3 separate regions of the Zea mays genome follow, and all the other regions are linked to region 3. The links are chromatin contacts, called in public Hi-C maps. All regions are on one chromosome and are shown on one strand. The core of a region is the stretch at or near the end of the contact, and the rest is flanking DNA. Distances in the headings are between cores, read along the strand shown. Region 1 holds the start of LOC541705 (pyruvate dehydrogenase 2). Region 2 holds the start of LOC100191759. Region 3 holds the start of LOC100281072.

Region 1 (3,777 bases), core at 518-3,017, 210 kb after region 3:
CGAAATATAATAGAAGCCCAAAAGACCAATAGAGTTTTATGCATATATCTTAATATAGCCGTCTCAAATACAATATTAATAAGCACACAACCTCTCCAAATCAATCCATGTATCACCAACCCCAACCCTCCATCTAGCCATTACACACTTTTGATAAACTCTAAAATTATGTTGTTTTGTTGTATTTTTGATTTTTTCGATCTTGCTTGGCCTTAATGCATATCCGTTCTAATTTTTCTGGGAACCGAATTTTCTAAAAAAAAAATAACTGGAGGCCTACTTCTACGGGCGTGGACGCGATAAAAGAAGGTCCGCTCCAAGTCCAACAGTGCCGGACCCGAAGGCCAGTTAATCTGGGCTCGTGCCCGGGCTTTACCCTAAGAGGCCTTGCACCGGCTGGCTGTAAGAGGGAGAGGAAAGGAGGCGCAAGTGGGCTGGTCTACGTGGGCTTAAAAGGCCGAGCGAGGAGGTTGGTGGGCTTCGTCAATTTTTGGTCCGAAAAAAAAAGAGGACTGGGCAAAAAAATGGAAGAGAAAGAAATAGAAGGATACGTGAATTTGGATTGAGCTTTCTGAGATATAGTTGTGCCCAACGACTGTTTTAGAATTCTCTAAATTTTATAAAGATAGTTTTCAAACCTGGTTTTCTGCCATTTTTGGATTATAGTTAGAAAGTACGTACACAATTTTTTGAATGTCAAAAGTATTCCTTTGAGAGACATTTTCGACACCAACTTTGTCGAAAAGCCAATTACTAGTAAAAAATAGTGTGCATCCATTTGATTGGATGAATAGAACAATCGGTCTGGCTCCGCCGCTGCGCTCCAATATTCAGCTCTTCTGCTCTTGACGTCTCTCAAGCAAATACACGGCCACTGCTTCTGCTGTAAACCAAGCAAATACACCTCTGAAAGTTGAAACCTATCTGGTCCCAATATTCGCTGACCGCAGCTGGTGCAGATAAGACATACAGTAAGTTAGTAACAGTGTTTCGTGAGAAACAGCCCGCGGCAGCGGCTGTAGAACAGTCTACCGAGCAGCAATGCAAAGCGCCGCCAGGTGCCGAACGGTTCGCCGACGTCGCAGTCCGAACGGTGAAGGATGGACGCGCGCACGCCAACGCTCCGTCGCTCCGGCGGCCCCTGCACGCCCCCAACGGACGGGGGGCAGCTGGCTTGGCTGGTGGCCTTCGGCCGCGGCGCTGGCCAGATGCCCGGTCCCCATCGACGTTCCTGTCCCTCCGATTTGTGCACCAGGGCCAGGAGACGTCATGTCATCTCAGCCAATGAGCCAAAATAAAGGATGACGGCAACCTGCAACTAGGTTTTCTGTCTCGTATTGACGATTACTACATTTTTTGTAAAAAATAAGTATGAATGTATTCGTCCCGCCACACACTTTATATTCCTGCGTAGGTAGTTTAGAAAAAAAGAGAGAGAGAATTCATATTTTCCCCATTTCTAAATTTTGTTTACGTTTTTTTTTCAACCGGTAGTTCATCAGGCCAGACCGACCAGCTGCGTGCGCATCCTGGCTCCCGGCTCCCGTGCGTGCCCAACCCCCATAAACTTGTTCGGTTTGAAGGGGTTTAAGACCTTGTTCGTTTGTACCGGATTGATGGGTCGGAACGGATCCTAACCGGATTGCTTTTCTAATTTATATAAACTTTGATTAGCTAGAACGATTCAGGTTGTTATCCGACGTAAACGAACAAGACCTAAATTTATATAGACACTAATCCCCCTCAATCCACTGCTAACCGAACAGGGCCTAACCATTCCCGGCTCCCGGCAGAGACGGCCGCTCGCCTCCAGAAGAGCAACCCAAGTCGCCGAGAGCGACTCCCACACGACCCACCTACCCCGCCGCCGCCGCCGCCGCATCCCCCTCGATCCCGTCTGGCGATCGGGGGCTCCCAGACACATCACAGATACACACCACGCTAAGCCAAATCGAGCAACGCCTATCATCATATTATAATTTCCCCTCATTCATCTCACAGTCCCAGGCCTCCCCTCCCTCCTCCCCGTCGCCAACCAACCTCCAACCCCCAGCCGATCGCGTCGGAGATGCTGGGCGTCGCGCGGAGGCGGCTCGGATCCGGATGCGTCAGTGCTCTCCCGCCACCGGGCTCCCCGCCCTCGCTTCGCTCTCACCGTGACCCGTTTCTCTCCCCGCAGGTGCTCGCCCAGCTGGCGCAGGCCCTCCGCCCCGCCGCCGCTCCCGCCAGGACCTACTCCGCCGCGGCCAAGGAGGTGAGCGCTACTCTCTCCTCGCGACTTCCGCGCGTCGCGTCGCGTCGCGTGTGCCGTGTCGCCGAATACGGGGACCGTTTCGTTGCCGGCTCCCGGCCTTTCCCGCCGCCGCCAATACGTTTGCCAGCGCTCCGGTAGATTGGCTCTTCGCTGCGACCCGTGTCGCGCCTCGCCGATTGTGCTGTTAGATGCTTTACTTTTCCTGCGACTGCGAAATTCTCTCCTCGCGACTAGATTTTCGAAACCTTTTTTTCTTTCCTTTTCTGAGATAGATTTAAATGGTGGTGGATACTGGTTGATGGTGACCGGTGCTCGTTGTCGACCTTGATCGGAAACAGATGGATGGCAGTAGCTGTACAGGGAAGCGGGTAGGTGAGGGGAATCTAAGTGGTTGGGTCGTAGGGCAGTTGTCTATCAGACTGATAGTAGATGATTAATTTGCTTGCGTTGGCAAACAAACTGCATTTGTGTACATTATGGGTTGTGCACTGGTGATACTGTTTACGTGTGTGAAGAGCACCTGACGTTAGACGGGGACTGTATGGTGCGGTACTCCGTACTCTACCTATGCTGGGGGAGTGAACAGTGTATGCTGGGTGAGCGAACAGTGTATGCTGACTAGATGCCAGGTACCAGGTGGTGGATGCTTCGTACCTGAAAAAAAGTTAACCAACTTTGAAATAACTGAACTGGCAGTAGTGTAATGAGTTGATTTTGGTGATTCAGTGGTTTATCCAGTGTGATCTCTGATTGTCTGGATTATAACTCGAGATCTCAGGGATAGTTGGTACAGTTATAGGGTGTTTGGTTTGAGAAATAAGCTAGTTCATCATTTTCTCACTTCACATTTTTTTGTTTGGTTTGTGGAATGGAATAAGTTGATCCATTACTACTTCATTCATCATAGTTAGCTAGCTAGTACTAACATGAGAAATAAGGTTATCCCACCAAATTTGAGGAATAGACTTGTCTTTGGATGTATTGATTTCTAAAATCAAACACCCCCTATTCGTTCTTCTAGGTGGCTTGGTTCTCTTCAGATATACTATGTCATGACCTTGACATTTGCCGGGAAGTTTTACACAGCCACTCTTTTGCTTATTTAGATAACTGTACGGGAAGCATTGAATACCGCATTAGATGAAGAAATGTCGGCAGACCCTTCTGTTTTCTTGATGGGAGAAGAGGTACCACCAGTACCACTACCTGCACTTGTTTATTTTTGTGTCCCTTTGCTTCTTGTGGTTTAATAATTGTTGTGTCTATGGTAGGTTGGCGAGTACCAAGGTGCATACAAGGTCAGTAATATTTCCAAAGATTTATGCTTCATTTTTTCCCTCCCCGTGGCAACTGAAAAGTAATATACAAATGTTGCCGGTATTAAGCTTCTCTTCATTGTTGCAGATATCCAAGGGTTTGCTTGACAAGTATGGCCCCGATAGGGTTCTCGATACTCCGATCACTGAGGTTATAAACCTGCAAATCACCATTGTCCATTCATAAGCTATCAGGTTGACCCGACC
Region 2 (3,862 bases), core at 698-3,197, 150 kb after region 3:
CCTTTACCGTCTGCAATCTACGATATTAAACATGCTCTTAGCCAGTGGCAACTGCTTGGTAGGCTGACCAATTAGCGAGAAGTAGACCATCCTTAACTCGTACTGCTTGGTGAAGATCTTGAGGCGGCGTTTTAAAAGAAGGGTCAGTGTCCGCAGTGAGTCACCAGTGAGCACAGAGCCTGGTGGCACCCCACCTCGTGCTCAGAAAATGCATCGGCAGTAGTTCGGCATCCGAGAGGGTGGTCTGGGCCAGCCGTGTTGGCGTGAACACGGATTATAATTCAAAAAAGATTACACTCAGCTGACACACAGGAAAAGGCGAAAGTGATTGGCCTGCGAATCGTTTTCGAGTGATTCGTCTTTAGCGAAGGAGACGGGCTCGGAGAAGAGACATGTAAGTGACCGTTTGTTCCAGCTCAGAATCATCTAGATTATATAATCCAGATTAAATAATCTAGATAGCAAGGAAACAAGCAGATTATTAATTCAGATTATATAATCTAAAGGTCTATTTAGTATTTATCATAATCTCATAAGCTGTTTAACATGCATGTGCTTATTTCAACTTATTTGGTAAAAAGACCACTGCCCATGATAACTTTAGAAGAAATTATCTATTATTGCCACTCCCAAAAAAAGTTATATAATCTAGTTCCAATAAATCGGGTGGCCAAACACCTACACATATTGTTTAATCTAAGTTATATAATCTAGTTTATTTAATCTCATATATAATCCAGATTATATAATCTATAATCTAAAACAAACAGATCTAAGTTATATAGGCCTTGTTTGGATTCACTTATTTTTAAGAACTTAGTTTGATGAGCTAGCTTTTATTTAGCTGCTGACGAAAGCCACTTATTGAAAAAGTTGGAGAAAAAGCCAAGGTAGCGTGTTTGGTACAACTTTCACCATCTCGTCCAATAGTTTGAGAGGCGCGTGCTGGGGCTGCAAATGTTTGGAGGGGGAACAAAAAACTGAAGTGGCACGTGGGGGCAAAAAAGCCGGAAAAGTCGGGCTTTTGTCTTATGGGTTTTGCTAGTTATTCTAAAAAACTGCTGCTGGAGAAGCTTATAAAAAGCTAGGTGTTTGAAACCACTTATGCTTATTTTTGATAAAAAAAAGCTCCCAAATAATTAGATCCAAACAAGATCATAGAGAGAGTCGTGTAGAGATGTCTTTTTTTATTTACTCTCTTAGAAATCTCATAAGAAACTCATATATGGAGAATCGTGTAATGACAAGTGTCTTTTGTTTTTTTATTTAACCTTCTAGATACTCTCAAGAGATGGGTATTAAATAGGGTTTACACACCCTTAATACTCCTAGCACATGTATAACATCATTTAATATGAGGTCTTTTAAAGTGTCTCTAGAGGCCTAACTGAAAAAAATACAAGAGACATACTATTTACATAGAATCCGTCTTTAGACGACTCTTCGTATAAATTGTCTCTTAACTGTATTAATAATTTAAAAGTAATGTATCATGCGATCTTTTAACTATCTCTTGTACTTGAAAAACCGGTTGTATATGCAGTGCCGCCTGCGCTATATCTAGTCATTAATGGGCTAATGGCAAACAGATCGAGCTGATGACTGAAAACGAACGAAAGAACAAAGAAACAGCTAGCTTAGTTGCTGTAGCTTATCGAGAGCGCGGCGCGGGCATGGTGTGTGCGTACGGGCACCGCGTATAGTACCTGCTCGCCGAGGAGCGACGGTGTCGCCCGCACGTACGCCGACGGCTGCATTTCGACGGTGGCCCTGTGGACGGCGATCTTGGACAGCGGCTGGATCCCCTCCGCCGGGGACGCGCTCGCGGTCCCCGCCAACATGAACATGGCCGCGGAAGCGACCAGCGCCGCCAGCAGCGCTACCGCCATCGCCGGCGCCTCTCTTCCCATAGCCGCTCGCTGCTCTGCCTTGCTGGGCTGGCGACTGCTGGCGGTCTGATGAAACGCAGTGCACCATGGCCTCATCTTTATACTCACAAGCTAATTAAGATCTATTGGCTCCTTGCAGCAAACTATCTAGCTAGCACGTGGTGCACGCGCCTGCATCCATTGTCTGATAGACCGTGACAGGATGCCGATTCGACGCTGACATTTTTGTACGCAGGCATGGCAGCACTTTCTTTCTTTTTCGTGTGTCACGATGATGTAGCTGTATGTACTAGCCGTGTCTGTCATTTGATGGCGTACGTGCGTAATTCTAGAGCACTATTTATAGGGCATGCATGCGACACGAAACAGGAGATTTTTTGGCTGGGGGCATCTATATATAAACACCAAAAACATCAGGGAACGTCTCGAAAACAAAATGAGAATAAATTGGAGCTCCGAAAATACATAAAACTGGCCGCGACTGCTTAGTAAATTCTAGCCATTGTTTACTATAGTAGCTATTACTTACATTAGAGACATGTTCCGTTCAAAATCGCTCTAACGAGACACATGATACACTAAAATATACTCTCTGTTCCAATTTATAATCAGTTTGACTTTCTTTTTACCTTGAATTTGACCGACTCATCGTTTTTACCGGCCTCTCTAATATGTGCTTTTCAGAAAGTGACTAGTTTGTATCTAATATGCTGACATATATCTATCTGTCGTTATCATGGAAATCTGCTACACATGACACTGTTAGAACATTTTTTTAATTAAATAACTTTTCAAAGTTAAACATTTTTATAGTTTTTTGCATATAAGTTAATAGAAACAAGTTTTATTCCCAAAACCGGTATAAACCCTTAAAAGTATTCACTAGTATTTTGTACACACTACTACAAAACCGACATTCACTACCCATATAATACTATCGACTGCTTTTAGTACTAACGGTGATATCCTTCGCTGCTAGTTCTTAACTTGAAAATATGAAGAAATTATTGGGATCTTTTAAAATCGAGAGTGATGGTCCATATCACTACCAACTCAAGCTACAAATCGACCGTGAAATAATACTGTTGGTTTAAACCATAGATCAATAATGATTTGAAGGCTATCACTGTCATATGATGGCTTGAGCTAACTGTTGGGAACTTGTTCTCAAATGCTATGAGTTAAGAATAAGGCAACACAAAAATCGTTAAACGTTAAAGTCTTTCGTCCTTCGAAGCATTATTTTCATTGGGATATAATGATTTTCGGACGAAGGTTATGAAGGACATACCTTCATCAGCACAACACATAATAATGAAGAAGGAATCATATAAAGTATAAGAGATAACATAAATAATTATATATTATTATCAACTCATTTCTATTTTATTATTATGGAAAAATAGAAATGATATTAAATTACAATGTACCTTCGGCTTGAGGGAAGATAAAAGTACAAGCGTGACGCAAAAGCAAATGTCAAGTCAGTGTGCCCAGTACGGGAGCACTGTTCATCTATTTATAGGCACGGGGCGCAGCCCATGTAAAATTACATCCATGCCCTTTACATTTGCTAATGACTCTATATTAAACCATCGAGGTCTGAATAATCTTTTCCCTTTTAAGTCGGTTTCCTTTTCTGCTATCGTGCCGAAGCTCTCCTGCACATAGCTTCGGCTCTGCGCCAACCTTCGTGTTCTTTGTGCTTCTTCATACTGTGGCTCTGATCCGAGTCCGAAGATACCTGTTCATGTACTTTACTCCAGAAACATTGTTAAATCATGTTTTTAGGAGCTTCGGAAGCCGAAGGCCCCCAACAGTAGCCCCGCGCAATATTAATTTGTTAGAATGATAAATTCAGATTGCGATATAGACGAAGGCCCTAAGCCGAAGGTCCGAAAAAATATCTTCCCTTTGCTAGAATAGCAACAGCCAATGACAAGCGGGGCCCTCCATCTTGCGACGCGCTAGGC
Region 3 (3,690 bases), core at 905-3,404:
AGCCCCCCTTTGCATCCATCCCTAGCTACAATACCACTTGCATGCAGCGAAAAGGTCCAGGGTAATAGCCACAGAGTTACCTTGCGTGAGGCTCTAATGACGATTTGAGGAAAGCCTACACCTTTCTTGATTCTTTTGTAAAAATACTGATGTACCAATAATAGTTTATATCCACCAGTAGAAAAAGGCTCAAAGCCTGCGGGGACGATATATTTTTACAGACGGATTCGATTATCCACCGACTGTGCTATTTCTAGTGGCGGTTCCTTAAGAAAACCGCCACTAGAAATCGTATTTCTACTGGCGGTTCCTTAAGAAAACCGCCAGTAGAAATCCATGATTTGTAGTGGCGGTTTTCTTAAGGAACCGCCAGTAGAAATACGATTTCTAGTGGCGGTTTTCTTAAGGAACCGCCACTAGAAATCATTTTTATCCTTAATTTTTCGAGTTTTTCAAACGGCCGCGTATGACAAAACCATCAAAATAAAAGTTGTAGATCTCTAAAAGTTATGAAACTTTGTAGTTGACAACTTTTTTATTTGAACTCATTTCGGTTCTCAAAAATTGAATCTAAGTATGTCAAATTTAAAATTCAAATTTTGCAAACTACCTCGGATGAAAAAAGTGTCAAAATAAAAGTTGTAGAACTTCAAAAGTTATTTATCTTTGTAGTTGACAACTTTTATATTTGAATTCGTTTAGGGTCTCAAATAAGCAATTTACACTCAAATGGTTGTAATATGTGAAGAAAACAACTACAAACTAGACACAAGACATGTCATAGACGGAGTGGTAGGGGAGGGTATGCGCGAGGGTGAGGTCGACGGTTCGAACACTAACAACCGCGTAGCGCGCGAAAAATGCCGCGACTAATAAAATAATTTTTTTACTATTTTTAAAATATGTTTTCTGGAAACGATTTGCACTGGCGGTTTTATTACGTCGACCGCCAGTGAAAATCGATTTTCACTGGCGGTTTTATTATGCCGACCGCCAGTGAAAATCGATTTTCACTGGCGGTCCTCAGTTACCCGCCTGTAAAAATGATGATTTCTACTGGCCCCTAGCACTGGCGGTTACGAAAAACGCCACTATAAATAGGTTTACAACCGCCACTATAGAACTTCTCTGTACTAGTGATCTCTAACACACTTTAAGCTTTCACATTTATATTATGCAACCCTGGTTATGTGCTTTACCTTGCTAGCAAAGTTATAGACTATTGGGTTATGTAGTTTTAGCCGCTGGAAAACAAAGTATGTGTTTGGCATCCTAGATTTTCACTATATAACTTTTACTATCAGGAAAATGTTATAAACCCTACACATGATGTGCGATAGAATTTAGCAAAGGGAGAGATTGTCGTTTCATCTATCGTTGTGATGTCTCTTAGCATCCGCAATGCGAATCACCATGGAGTCCAAGGCCAGTAATTCCTTGCCTAAACCAGTGCCTAGCTCTACCTCTACTCAAGCTCAAGTACTAAGCCGCCATCCATCAACTCGCCTTATCTAGAGATCAAGGGTAGTTATAGAGCCTTAAGCCAATTTCGACATGCGTGACATGGAATTCAGGGGTTGACGTCAATTTAATTGAAGGAGCTAGAGGGGTGATGGAATGATTGGGAGGACGATAGTATGACGTTGAGCCAAGCAGTGCTAGATGCCAGGCGGTAGAGAAGAAAAGGGATGCAAACATGACCTTAGTCTATGAGCAACAGATCGTGTATATAACTGTACAAAATACTTTATTTTACTATAGATAATATTGTTTATAGAATAAAGTTTAAAATAAAAGATGTTGATGAGTAAGATGCAGTAGTTCACGGAACATTCAGAGCGCTCTACTGTTCAGTATCGGTGGATGAATTGTAATTTGTAACCCGCTGGCTACAGGTAAAATAAAAAAAAAGACATGGAGCAAGTAACAGTAGTTTGCAATTCACATCTAGCTTCGTGGGAGATTCTGGAAGGAGTTCACGAAACCGGCGCGCGAGCGACGGTGGACTTCGCCGGCCGGGCTGGATGCCTGATCGATGGCGTACAGACGTTCAGCTGCCTGCTGAGGAAGGGAGGAGGATAGATGGAGTAAGATCGACGCAACAGGGCACCCTATAAAGCCGCCCTTTTCCCCTCTCTCTTCTCCAGAGCCTCCCTCCTCACCCTGGAAAACACACGCACGCAGACCTCCCCCAACCGCTCTCAGTCTCTCCCTCCCTGTCTCTCTGTTCAATCTCTCGGCTCGCCATGGACGCTCCGAGCAACTGCACGCGTCCTGCGCGCGCCAAGTGACCGAACAAGCTCGAGCTCTGCTGCTACAGTTGCTTGCCCCTGTGCCAAACTGGCAGGAGGTAGGTAGCTTATAGCAGCTAGAGCTAAGCTGTGGTGCGTAGCGGCAGCTAGAGCTAGCTAGCAGTGCACGCGCAGGTGCGTGCTAGCTAGCTCGTTAGCTGTGTACTAGCTGTGTAGCAGCAGCAGCAGCACAGTAGCAGTAGTCGGTGATAAAAGGAATTTCTTTGGGGACATGTCGGCGGAGAGAGCCCCGGTGCTGGTGAGGCACGGCGGCGGCGGCGTGGAGGCGCTCCGGCAGCTCCCGCCGGGGTTCCGGTTCCGCCCCACGGACGAGGAGCTCGTGGTGCAGTACCTCCGGCGCAAGGCCATCGGCGTGCCGCTCCCCGCCGCCGTCATCCCCGTCTTCCGCGACCTCTACAGCCGCGACCCCTGGGACGTCGTCGCCGTCTCTGCCCCTGGTACTAGTACACGCCACCACGCGATGACGCCTCCAACGAACATCTATCGTTTGTGTCTGTCACTGCTATGCTGGGAAGGACTAGGAGAGAAAGAACTAAAGGTCCAATCTTTTTGTTCTTCTTCTTTTGCGCTGCCTGTCTCCAGCAGATACGAGGAGCGAGGGGGAGAAATACTTCTTCGCGGTGCGGCCGGCGAGCGGCGGCAAGAGCAGCGGCGCTGGTACTGGTAGCAGGGCGGCCGCGGGCGGGCGGTGGAAGCCGTCGGGGAAGGAGAAGCCGGTGGTGCTGCCCCGCCCGTGTGGCGGAGGGAGCCTCCTGGTGGGCGTGAAGAGGGCGATGACGTTCGTGCCCCGCCGCCGGAAGAAGACGGCGGCGTTGCCGTCGGCGGCCCTGAAGACCGGCTGGGTCATGCACGAGTACCGCCTCGCCGCGCCGCTGCACAAGAACGTGAGTGACTCTTCTCTTCTCCATATACGCCGCGTGCATGCTTCAACCTCTTTGCCTCTCTCTCTCTCTCTCTCTCTCTCCCTCCCTCCCTCCCCCTCAGAAGTCATACGTAACAAGTCATGCATGTAGATCTTTTGATGACTGATCTGGTTACAGTGGCAAAGTTCAGGGACTCAGTAATAGAGTATTATATATAGGGTATATTAAGCCCTCAAAGTTACGCTAATTAGGTCAGTAACTGCAAACATCTAGCTAGCTAGCTAGCTAGTGACATGATACCAGCAGTACCTGACTACCTGAGATCGATTGTGAGATTACGAGAAGGGATGATTTTTTTTGAGGGATACGAGAAGAGAGGGATCATATCACGAACATGTAGCTAGCTGCTAGCGCCTAGAGAGATGATGAGATGCATGTACAGCGAGGCCGGGATGAAGCAGCTAGCAGTAGCAGGTGAGTTTATTAGCGATGCTGGGGATAGAAATTGATAGAAT

The links. Hi-C and Micro-C count contacts between places; a contact is called where the count stands out from the background.
Region 1: a Hi-C map of leaf shows a contact between it and region 3, with 8 times the contacts expected there. The contact joins the promoter of LOC541705 here to the promoter of LOC100281072 in region 3. A contact is called at or near these places in 4 of 25 Hi-C or Micro-C datasets (bundle sheath, ear, leaf and 1 more).
Region 2: a contact with region 3 is called in a Hi-C map of ear, with 1.9 times the contacts expected there. The contact joins the promoter of LOC100191759 here to the promoter of LOC100281072 in region 3. A contact is called at or near these places in 2 of 25 Hi-C or Micro-C datasets (ear and leaf).

What each region holds. Positions count from the first base shown.
Region 1 is chr1:199,725,085-199,728,861 of Zm-B73-REFERENCE-NAM-5.0, forward strand. LOC541705 (pyruvate dehydrogenase 2) reads left to right here and starts at 1,768. Exons shown (of 14, transcript NM_001111444.2): 1 at 1,768-2,107; 2 at 2,180-2,254; 3 at 3,361-3,441; 4 at 3,526-3,552; 5 at 3,659-3,721. The coding sequence starts at 2,069.
Region 2 is chr1:199,664,897-199,668,758 of Zm-B73-REFERENCE-NAM-5.0, forward strand. It overlaps LOC100191759, which reads right to left and starts at 1,948. Exons shown (of 5, transcript NM_001137185.1): 1 at 1,707-1,948. The coding sequence starts at 1,910.
Region 3 is chr1:199,510,561-199,514,250 of Zm-B73-REFERENCE-NAM-5.0, forward strand. It overlaps LOC100281072, which reads left to right and starts at 2,155. Exons shown (of 3, transcript NM_001371973.1): 1 at 2,155-2,749; 2 at 2,895-3,196. The coding sequence starts at 2,524.